Linked DNA regions of Sus scrofa: region 1 is linked to region 2. A link is a contact called in public HiChIP or PLAC-seq data. All regions are on one chromosome and are shown on one strand. Each heading gives the region's core, a stretch centred on a gene start, on an enhancer-like site or on the middle of the called end of the contact. The rest is flanking DNA. Distances are from core to core; before and after follow the strand shown.

Region 1 (6,043 bases), core at 3,066-5,565, 640 kb after region 2:
CATCTTAAATCAGTAACGAGTCCAAGTTGGGGCATTCCTGTTTAAATGGGAGTTCCAGCAAAATACTACAGGCTTCAGAAAAGAAAATCATAGACTTGGAAAACAGACTTGATGGGAGGGGGAGGGATCGGGAGCTTGGGGTTATCAGACACAATTTAGAATAGATTTACAAGGAGATCCTGCTGAGTAGCATTGAGAACTATGTCTAGATACTCATGTTGCAACAGAACAAAGGGTGGGGGAAAAAAATGTAATTGTAATGTATACATGTAAGGATAACTTGATCCCCTTGCTCTACAGTGGGAAAATAAAATAAAATAAAATAAAAATACTACAGACTTCAGCCAGTGGGAAGGGGCAGACACTAAACTGTCTCTGAATCCCCCTCCCTCCTTCTGTCAAGTTTTTTCCCCCACTTTTCCTTGAGGAGTGGAGGTGGGACAGGAAAGAAGAGGTGGGAGGGTTCTTGGAGGAGCTTCCACTGCAAACATTCCTCCTAATTATCGGGGCGCTGGGGCGCGGCAGGCAAGGAGGATGTCTGGGCGATGTGGGCGTGGGGTGGACTGGTGCGCTTCATAATAGCAGCCTAATAGGTTTCAACCCTCAAGATACACGGTGGCAAGACGGCATGAATAATTCAGTGAGCACGAGGTCCTGAACCCAGGTTTTCCCCCTGTAAAGAGGAAAGCCAGGAGCCTGAGGTCCCAAGTTTGAAGCCTATCAGAGCTCAATCTCTGTCTTTCAGAGCTTGGTTACTAAGTGCTGTGTAGGTGTGAAAAGCCTTATTACCATGTAATTTTGTTGGGAGCAGACTTCCAAGAACCTGCTTTACTTTATATTCACACACACACACAAAAGATCAAAATGCATTTTATTTCCTAACAATAGCCAATTTGGCTATAATTATTGTAAAATACCGAATTTGAAGGCATAGCGCCCAAGTGACACCCTGCATCGCTCCTTTCCATACGTGAATATCTTCTTATTTACTGCCTTCCCCGTAATGAACTTTGAGATAAACAACAGGAAAAGTAATTTGTTTTTTGACAATGCTGAACCTTTGAATAGAGAAAATCACACTGTTGAACACAGAGTGCAGTCCTGTGTGGTAAGTGGTATCCATGGCAACCAATAGATTTTATGCTAAGTCTGGCCTTTAAAAACATTTCACGTTTACCACTGAGAAAAAGATGGCCTTGATTTAAAAATGATACAACAAGTACCTCGAATGGGCATGCTTTCTGCTCTGGGCTGCAAACACAATTAAGAGGCATCTCCTCGGTACCAAATCACCTCAATCGGATCTATGCCATCCTGGAGGAACATCATAGCCCGCTTGAAAAAAAAATAGAAAGAAAGAAAGAGGATGGACATGTGGAAGGCTGCTGCAGGGGTGGAGGTGGTTTAGTTTTCACTTGTCCTCCTTGTATTTAACGCCTGGAGTGAAAAATAGGGAGTAAAAATAGCACGTGCGCCTCTTATCTCAGTCTGTGATCATGGTGACTGTGCAAATATTATGGCCTGCTTATCTTGGGAGCAGCTCCCACCACGCCCGCTTATTATAACTTGAAATAATGGATGGAGAAATACCTACCATAGCGGCCCCAGAGGGAGCACTCTAAATTAGGCCCTGTTCACATTTAGGACTTGGGTACCCAGAAAGGCATGCAGTCATGGCAGAGAGAGGATGTCATCCGAAAGACATACTTGAAGAAAAGCAGAAAGGACAAGTTGCCCTTCTTTAAAACGAGAGATTTGATACATGATGCATCCGAGAAAGGAAATAATGGGGTTTTTTGGTGGAGGAGGGAGGCGTTTGTTTTGCTAAGCTGTTTGTAAGTGCCAGGATAGCTTCCTTAAGAGGGCACTTCTAGGAGTTCCCATGGTGGCTCATCAGGTTAAGAGCCCAGCTAGTCTGTAAAGATGTGGGTTCCATGCCTGGCCTCACTCAATGGGTTAAGGATCCGGCCTTGCCGAGGGAGAGCTACAGCATGGGTCACAGATGCGGCTCAGATCCAGCATTGCCCTGGCTGTGGCGTAGACCCCAGCTGCAGCTCTGATTCAACCTCTTGCCCAGGAACTTCCATGTGCAGGATGGCATGTCTCTGTTCTTTTTCAAGGTGGGGTGCTCGTTATGCCTTAGAAATGGGATTATCTTGTCCATATTGAGTCAGAAAAACCTTCATCTACTCCCTCTGAAGGTATTTATAGCTACAGTGCTTTTGTAATGACTTGTATTAGGGGCTTTGAGCCTGCCCTCACCCCAGCATTGACATAGTGAAGTCCTAACCCCCATACCTCAGAATGTGATTTTCTTTGGAGAAAGGGCACTCAAAGAAGTGAAGTTCAAATGAGGCTGCTAGTCGGGGCCCTAATCTGACCTGATGGACACACGCAGAAAATGACGGAAAACATTTGGACACACACGACACGACACGGGGCGTGCATGAACGGAGGGAACGCAGAGTGAGCACAGAGAGAAGCAGAGGCCTCAGAAGAAACGAAACCTGCTGCACTTGGCTCTCGGAATTCCAGCCTCCAGAACTGCGAGAAAGTTCATTTCTGCTGAGTGAGCCATCACACCTGCGGTATTTTGTGAAGGCAACCCTGGCAAACCAGGGCAACTGGGGTAGGAACAGACGGCGTCTCAGAAGGTGTGATAATCAGCTCACTGGGGAAGGAGGTCAGGGTGCCCCCATGTGTGGGGGTGAGGGAGGGGCATGTCTCCTGCACAAAGACCTTGCCCACCTCTGCTGACTCGGGCCGCCCACATCTGTCATTGCGGCACATTGGAGAGTTCTGCATCGCCTCGCCTTTGGCTTTAATGAACCGAAGATACTTTCTGAGTCATCAGTAGGTTATAGGGACAAAGGCTCATGCCTCTTTCATGCTGCCAAATACCTGAGAAGTGACGCGGACGCAGAGGGTAGTGATGCTGGAAAGGGTGGGGGTGGGGAAGACAGGGCTGCACTTTGCTCCTCACACGCATGAGCTTTGCGTGATGCCCAGGCCCCCGGCCCAGCACCACACAGCAGCCACCTGCCCAAAGGCATGAGCCATTCATCTCTGTGAGCTGATTTTCTTCTCTGGGTGCACAGAGAGCTCTGGGCTATCTTTGGCCTGGGAAAAGAATGTTGACTGTTTCACACACTGAAACATAAATCACTCTCTCTAGGCCTTGTTAACTTTTACTTATAAACTGTTTTAATGTAGAACTGTCGGACCCGGTGAAAATAATGCGTGGTGACAGGTTTAGGATTAAAATCTTCTCAGGTAGTTAGGATGGCAAGTTAGGTTATAAATTGCTTTTAAAGAGCTGAGGCATGGACTATGAGCTCCCTCTGCTTACTCCAAATGGGCACCAATGAGGCAGCTGGGGCCAGGAGATGCTAGTAATTCATCTTAATTATTTGTCAGCAAAGCCATCATAATAAGAGATGTCTTTTATTTTGATTAAAATGACCCTGGGTCATCACCAAAGGCTCTCGTCTGCACAGCACCAGGGAAAAGGAGAAGTGGAAGTGTCTGGGGCTTGGGATTTTATGCTTCAAGCGAGGAGGCCTGAATCAGAAACATATACCAAAGGATGTAAAGATACAGCGCCAGTGTGCAGTTATGGATGCAGCCCGAATGCTCTCGGAGGACCTCATTACTTCAGCGCCAGGGCATCCGTGGACTCTTATTTTCTCTCGGAACTTGTTATAGCTCAGGACTGCAGGGCTTTGAGGAAGGACCAGGACCGGGCTGTTATACTCTACAGCAGAAGCCCAGATCAGATCGTGGAATATGCAAATCCAGTGAGTAGGCGCAGCCAACAGCAGCCATCTCATCTCCAGCCACAGAGAAGCCAACTACCTTCTCAGGGGGCTGAAAAGGCCCTTCATCAGGGGAGAGGAACTCGACTGGGAATCCAGGCAAGGTCCCGCTGGAGTGCCCGGTGGGGAGAGAGGAGCAGACGTACACCCTTCAGCACTCAGGCCCAGGTCCTCCGTGCATGGGGAACTCTCAACAATTGCGAGGCACCCCCCCAAGACTGTCAGAATCTTTTAGTCACTCATCACTCAACAAACTCTTATGCTGTGCCTACTGTGTGCCAACACTGTTCCAGGGCCTGGGATGGTTCTCTTAATAAAACCAACAAACACATTTCTCCTCCCAGAAGTTCTTTCTAGAGGGATCTGTCACTCCCCATTTCCCATCAAATGGGACCAAGGCTGCTTGGGAGGTTTGTCCCTTGAGGCAAGACCGGCCTGGGCAGGGAGGCCTCAGGCAGCTGGGAAAATACTTTGTCAGGAAGTGAGCTGGCAGGGCGCACTGCCTCTGACTCAGCATCACCCACCCCCCCTCTCTGGCCAGCGCTTCTGGGTGGAGCAGCCTTTGGGTGGAGAAGCCTCTCTGAGTCTGGGAGAAGCTCTATAATTCAATAACAATTTCGCTAAGATGTTTCCGACTCTTAAAACATGTAACTATAGCTACAGACAAACGGCATTACAGGGCTTCAGAGAACCATCTGCTAGGCTTTAATTTGCTTCTCAGGACTGAGAGGATTATAAATCATGCAATCACACATCTAGGAACATTCTTTCCTCCATCTTTGCAGCTTAAAACAAGTCTGTAGTAGCATCGACTTACTTCACCGTTCTTCTCTGGGTGCGTGGCTCGCCTAGGACCTCTCACTAATGGACAGAAACTCACTAACACTGTGCACGGTTTTGCTAATATGATACACTGCGTGCAAATACAATTTGAAACAATGGTCCAGAGGAATTCGTAACAGTTTTTTTTTCTCTATTAAATTTATAAGACTCTATCATGTCATTCCGAAGAGTCATTAGCGGACTCTCAGATGCACAACTGAAGGATCTACTAACAGGAACGTCTAAGACTCACAGGTAAAATTATGCAGGAAAGATAAAACTTCCAGCCCGCTATTCTTAGGGAAGGCATTTAAGGTTATATTTCTAATTATCAAATCCTCCAATGAGGAAACATTTGTTGAGCACCTGCCTTGTGCCAAGCCCTGTCCCCTCCAGGAGATCCCAATTTACTAGAAAAGAAATGAACTAGGGGTAGAGGAGGAGGCTGACAGCAACTAACACCATCTTGGGTTGTTTGTTTGGTTTTGGTTTTGGTTTTGGGGGGGCCACACCCACAGCACATGGAAGTTCCTGTGCCAGGGATTGAATCTGAGCCACAGCTGCGACCCATGCCACAGCCACAGCAACCAGATCCTTAACCCACTGCGCCACAGTGAGAAATCCTGTGCCGTTTTTTCTATTTTTCTCTGCTCCTTGGCACTTGAAGACAAAGTCATATAAAGAATAATGTCCAGGAAATATTTTTCTTTAGATCTTGCCCAGACTACTTTCAGATGTGATGAGATGGCATTCTGCCTTATTTAACAAGCCTGGAAATTAAAAGTAAATGAGTCTATACTATTGGAGAATTTTGAAACCCTTACCTTAAATGGCACTCATTTGTTTTATCGTCTGGATGGAATGAAATTCAGCGAGTCAGACTTGCCTTTCAATGCGGCAAGATTGGAATCTGTTGACTGAACGTTTCTACTTGGACTCTCGTAGTTTTAACCACAAACATCTATCAGTTGCTCTGGGTGCTTCGAGCTTTCCTTTAACTGCCATTTGCTGACTTCCCACAATGGAGGTAGTTTAGCCAACCAGCACTCCTGTGGGGAGAGGGGGCATGGGTGGGTTGAAAGGAGCCTGCCAGTTCTCCCTGTTCCATTCTGGGCTCTGACAGTGTCTTGATTTGTAGGGTGGGACGAAGCACTTAACCTTTGTGTCTCCAAAAGCAAATGATGAATTCTGTCCCATTTACACTGTTTATTAACAGAAGGGAGTTGCACATGATTAACTGCTCCATTCCCTCATTTCTTTGACCTTAAGATGCCAGCCTCACGAGGGGTTGCTATGTGGAGACGTAGAGTCTGCAGAGTCCCAGAGGGAGTGAGCAGCCAGTGCCCGATGGATGGTAGTGATGCTGAAACTCACTTGACTTCTCAGCAAATGCCAAACTCCCTGCA
Region 2 (5,309 bases), core at 796-3,295:
TCATGGATTCTAGTGGTATTTGTTATGGCTGAGCCATGGTGGGAACTCCATGACTTCCCTTTTTTTTACTTCCTTTTCTTACGAGGTTATGTTCTCTTTAAGGACCATGAGAACCATGAACTTGGCTTATTTCTCTTATCTAATTGCATGGCAGAAAGGTTGTGAGGAAAGACTCTGGTATGCTCTGCCTAGTTGGCTTTTGCCTTTCCTAACTTTGTGATCTATGGCTCCTCATCTGTAAAATGGGCAAATTCAGTACCTACCTTATAGAGTTGTTATGACAAGTGGATTCATCAATGTTAAGCACTTAGAGAAAACAGTACCCAGTATATTTTCTGTGTTAGCCAATTATTATTATCCTTTTGTTGTTGTTATCCTGCCCTGGGCATTTGGAAGTTCCTGGGCCAGGGATTGAACCTGCACCACAGCAATAATAATGCCGGATCCTTAACAGTCAGGCCACCAGGGAACTCCTTATCCTTTTATCTCACAGAGTGCCTAACCCAACACCTACATTAGCTGCTCAATACACGTTTGTCAAAGGAATGAGCTGATGAGGGAATTTTAGAACTTTTTAAACAGAGTACTAATTCAGTAAAAATCACCTCACCCATTTCCCTTAATACAGATTAGCACATTGCTTTTAACTTAAATATGCCTCACTTTAAGAAAACACAAATGGAAAACTTAGCATTTCAAAGCCATTGCTAATCACCAAAGCACTTGGTAAAGAAATCTTTCTGCGAATATTTTCTGTTGCTAGCCACTCCTTTGATACAGATACAGATGCTTAACTGATTAACACACGAATCTCTCTTCAGACAAATTGACAACTAAAAGGTTGACAACCACTGTCCTTTGAGGTTTGCTCACTCATATTTAACATGATAAAGCAAGTCAATAGAAAGAGAATATTTAAAGAGTTCCCATCCTGGCTCAGTGGTAATGAACCTGAGCAGTGGCCAAGAGGAGAAGGGTTCCATCCCTGGCCTCGCTCAGTGGGTTAAGGATCCGGCAATGCTGTGAGCTGTGGTGTAGGTCACTGATGTGACTTGGATCCCATGTTGCTGTGGCTGTGGTGTAGGCCGGCAGCTGCAGCTCCGATTGGACCCCTAGCCTGAGAACTTCCATATGCCGCCTGTGTGGCCCTAAAAAGCAAGAGAGAGAGAGAGTATTTAAATAAACGGAATTTGATTTAAATATTTTTCCCAGGAAAATAAAACTGTCATACTGGGTCAGGCCAGCATCTTTCTTGGAAAGTTCCCAGAGGAGTGTCTTGTGGCAGGGCCTGGATATTATCGATCAGGAATATTCTTCCACACCAGGAAATGTCTTTAAATTCGACAACTGGGGAGCACTTGGCCCACATGTGTAGAAAGAACACTTCACCTGCTTGGAAATTCACATTTTCCTTTAGGCCTGTCCATTCCACATCCAGGAAAAAGGAAGGCTGTAGAGTGACTTGAACTCTGTCATTCTCCCCAGGCTTGGAGGCTCACATCTGCAGTTATTCTTTAACAGGTATCAGGTGTCTGGATGGGCTGCAGGGGAAACAGCTGGCAGGGAAGCATCCCTTTAAACAGGCTGTGTCTCCAGGACACCTGGCTGGGCTGTGTCTCCACTCTGGCTCACTCTTTGGCAGAGAAACCTGATAAGCCAGCAGGTCTCCTGCTGGGCTCCCGCCCCATCCCCTGCCGCGCAGTTCCACCATCTGTAGCACGGAGGAGGGGAGCCTGGAGGGGGGGCCTCTTCAGGCTAAGTGGGTGTAACTTGGGAACTGAGGAGGAGCAGGACAGGAACTGGCAGGGCTGGGGGAGGGAAGAGGGCGTCAAGGGCAGGCGGAGGGTTGTGTGAGAGTTGCCTCTGCCTCCTGGTGCAGAGCGAGGAGGTGGCTATTAATGAAGAGACAAGGCAGGTGGAGTGGAGCGGGCAGGGCGGGATCGAAGAGGACAAGTAATTGGTCTCGCTCCGGGTTTAGTGCTGCGCGGCGTTGCGCTCTCCCAGATGTTGTCCGGTTGCCATGGCGGCGGGGCAGGGGTAAGGGCGGTGGAGCAGGGGAGCCGAGGCCGCAGGAGGCTTTTTGCTCTGTGTGAATACTGATTACAAGAGCTTCACATGTGGAGCACTTGTGTAATGGGCTTTTAAACTTCTCCATCCTCTGCATGCAGGGCTAGCTTTTGCTCCCCGGGAAGCCTGACAGCACCCAGATTAGCAAGATAAATCCACCGTGGGGCTGTGGGGCCATTTGTTTAGTGAGAATTTAGGAAGGGGTTATTAAACAGGGAAAGAAGGAGAGGAGAAGGCTGGAATGACAAAACAGGATTTCTATGGGTCACCTGTAAGGGAGGTTTGGTTGTATAGGGGCTTTATTTAGAGTAAAATCCCTTAAGGAAATAGCCGGTCAGTTTTTAGATGAAAAATGAATGTCTGTAAGTAAAGGAAGGTAAACACTCTCCCCTTTCCCCAATCTGGGTGCCCTGAGGAGTCAGGTATCTGCAGGAAGCTTCAGCTTCAGGGGTGGAGTGGGGCTTGAGGAGGTAACCCACAGCCACTGGAAGGGAAGCAGTGATGGCATGAAATTGGCAGCAGTGCCCAGCCTTCCTGGATGAGCAGTGCCGTTAAAGCATGCCAAGCCACAGGAAATTACAGCGGCTCTGGGCTGCCAGGAACTCTATTCCAGGTGCCTGCTGGTTGTGTTCCCTCGCTGGGGACCTGCCTTTCTGCCCTTCAGACAAAGGAGGCTTCTGATGGCCAAGGATCAGGTCAATCTGACCATTCAGTGGATCCCTGCAAAGTGTTTGTTGCTATGTGGTTTCCACATCCTAAAATGTGCAGTGGGGCCGTGGTGTCCACTCATAGGCCATCACTGCCTCGTTTCTCTGGGTGCCTTGGTTTCCCTGCCAAACAAAACAGAGCTTGAGCTAGGGCCCTGAGCTCTGATGCTTGCCACATGTTCATCTGGGGTCTGCTCAGCTTTGGAGTCATTCTGCAAAACTGTTACCTGACTCATCTCAATTAACAGCAACAAAAAGCAGGCTTGTTGGAAGTTTCTGTATTCTGAGAATGCTAAACCCAAAACCTCGAACATGAATTGAACCCCAGGGCTGGACAATGCAGATGAAGACCTGTTCATTTATTCCATAAATATTTACACAGTGTTATTGGGGACTGTGCAAGCTGGATGGGGAGGTGGGTATGTCACAATGAGCAAGGCAGATGGATCGCAGGGCTTGGGGAACTACGGTCAAGTGGGAGAGACAGACAAAAGAGAATTGAACATGGAGTTCCCGTTGTGACGCAGTGGAAATGAACCCGACTAGTATCCATCAGGATGTGGGTTTGATCCCTGGCCCGGCTCCCTCAGCGGGTTAAGGATCTGGCATTGCCGTGAGCTGTGGTAGGTTGCAGATGTGGCTCAGATCTGGCATTGCCGTGGCTGTGGTGTAGGCCAGCAGCAGCAGCTCCGATTTGACCCCTGCCCTGGGAACTTCCATATGCTTCAGGTGTGGCCCCAAAAAGCAAAAAAAAAAAAAAAAAAAGAGAGAGAGAATTGAACAGAGGAACTGCTCAATGATGAAGTGTGGCAGATGCTGTGAAGGAGCAAGCAAGCAAGGAGCTGAGCTTGGAAAGAGCAAGAGAGATGGGCCCTGCTTCGGACGGGGGGGCGGGGGGGGGGTGGTCAGGGAAGCATCTCTGAGGAAAGAGGAAAAGCTGATGTAACAGGACGAAGGGCTCCTGTGTTGTCCACCACACAGGAAGCCAGGTTTCGGTGGTGGGGAGTTGGCAGCAAAGTAAAGGTTTCTTGCAGAGCGCCCAGCAAGGGGCATGGCAAGCTTCAGAGCCACTCCACCGGGGTCTTTGAATCAGGGGTGTTGTTAAAGGAAAAGAACAAAGGGGCTGGGATTAATCAAGGGCTCCTGACATTTCTGTGACATTTCTTCACCGTGGTTTGGGGAGCCCTGGTTTGCAGTTCTGTGGCAAGGCGACCCAGGGCTGGGCTGGGCTGGGCTGGTCTGGAGGTGCCTGTGAGCTCACCTTGCCCTGGAGAAACAACGTGAGTTTGTGCATTACTGATGGTTTCTACACCCGAAATGTTAGTGCATCAACAATGTTCACAACAACCGCGATTGTAGTTACTCAACTCTGGTGGATTCGTGTCTGGTTAGCACAGGATGGAGGTCAGAGAGGACAAGAAAGGGAAGGAAGTTTTGGATGGAGAGATTCATCCTAAGCTTGATGGGGGAACTGGGTTTTAGGGGGAGTTGGATTTCACTGAGGCCGGAAAGGTGTGAAGGATGAGACAAGAGTTCCCCGCAGCCAGCCCTGGCCCCCGCCGCCCCCCATCCTACTTGGGACCAAGGGACAGTGTCACAGCGTTTGGTCCCGTGTGTCCCAAGATGAGACCACTGACCACTGGTTTCCTCTTCATTTGGATGGAAAGTCCTGGGGGATGGAACTCCACTGTGCAGTGAGCGGCCTCCGCGGAGATTCACCTGGTCTAAAAAGAACAGATTTCCTGGATGGGCCCTCGCATCAATATGGCAGTCCTCGAGTCTTTGATTTAGAGGTTAATTCTTGCTCCTTTAAACACATCATCTACCTGAAGTCATTTCCTCTTCTTGCAGAGGCTGTAGAAAATAAAGAGGTTTTCAGTTGTTGTGGTAATAAAAAGTTGGTACAATGGATGCTAACATGCTTTTATATTGACTCTCTTTTAGATGAACTGGCAAGTGAAAACGTGAAAGTGTAAGTTCCCCACCACGTCGGATCCAGCTCAGGGTGGAAGAGGAGGTCAGGGGAGTGTGCAGAGAGCCAGCTCTTCGGGAGTTTGGCTTTGACATCCGGGAGGATGCGCTGGAGTCTACCCCCCCCCCACACACACACAAACACACACACCACCTGGGGGAGATCTGAGAGCAAGAGAGGGTCCCCTGTTCAGAAAGGAACATTTTTCTGGCCTCTATCAATTCCAGGTGTACAACTGGTCTTCTGACCTTGGGCATATTTCAAGGACATCGCTTCATTTATTCTGATAAAAATTTTATCCCCGGGGAGGAGATTTTCGCTGGTATTAAGGGAGGGAAACCCTGGTAGAAGCCTATGCTTTGCATGTTCAGAAGCAAAGTGTGGTGGGGGCAAGAAGAAGAATGGAGGAGAGACAGAGACAGAGAAACAGAGAGAGAGAGAGACAGAGAAAGGGAGTCAGAGAGATAGCGAGAGACAGAGATGGAGAGACCAAGAGAGACAGAGATAGAAACAGAGAGACAGAGAGAGAGACAGAGAAACAAAGAGACAGAGATAGAGATAAG

Evidence for each region. HiChIP or PLAC-seq counts read pairs in DNA pulled down with a chosen protein or histone mark.
Region 1: a contact with region 2 is called in an H3K27ac HiChIP or PLAC-seq map of alveolar macrophages. The contact joins two enhancer-like sites. A contact is called at or near these places in 1 of 47 Hi-C or Micro-C datasets (embryonic fibroblasts) and 1 of 2 datasets of contacts at active chromatin or transcription factors (alveolar macrophages).

What each region holds. Positions count from the first base shown.
Region 1 is chr8:77,010,771-77,016,813 of Sscrofa11.1, forward strand. No RefSeq gene overlaps it. Among named protein-coding and RNA genes, the nearest start is that of GATB, 210 kb to the right of the region's middle. Within about 2 kb of position 4,316, at least 20 of the 83 cell types and tissues checked have an H3K27ac peak or open chromatin away from gene starts, as enhancers often do. A contact at or near this core is called in alveolar macrophages and embryonic fibroblasts, where this site is marked.
Region 2 is chr8:76,377,081-76,382,389 of Sscrofa11.1, forward strand. It overlaps TMEM154 (transmembrane protein 154), which reads left to right. Exons shown (of 7, transcript XM_003482422.4): 4 at 4,719-4,746. It overlaps LOC110262137, which reads right to left. Exons shown (of 7, transcript XR_002346729.1): 7 at 3,113-4,628. Among named protein-coding and RNA genes, the nearest start is that of TMEM154, 25 kb to the left of the region's middle. Within about 2 kb of position 2,046, at least 20 of the 83 cell types and tissues checked have an H3K27ac peak or open chromatin away from gene starts, as enhancers often do. A contact at or near this core is called in alveolar macrophages and embryonic fibroblasts, where this site is marked.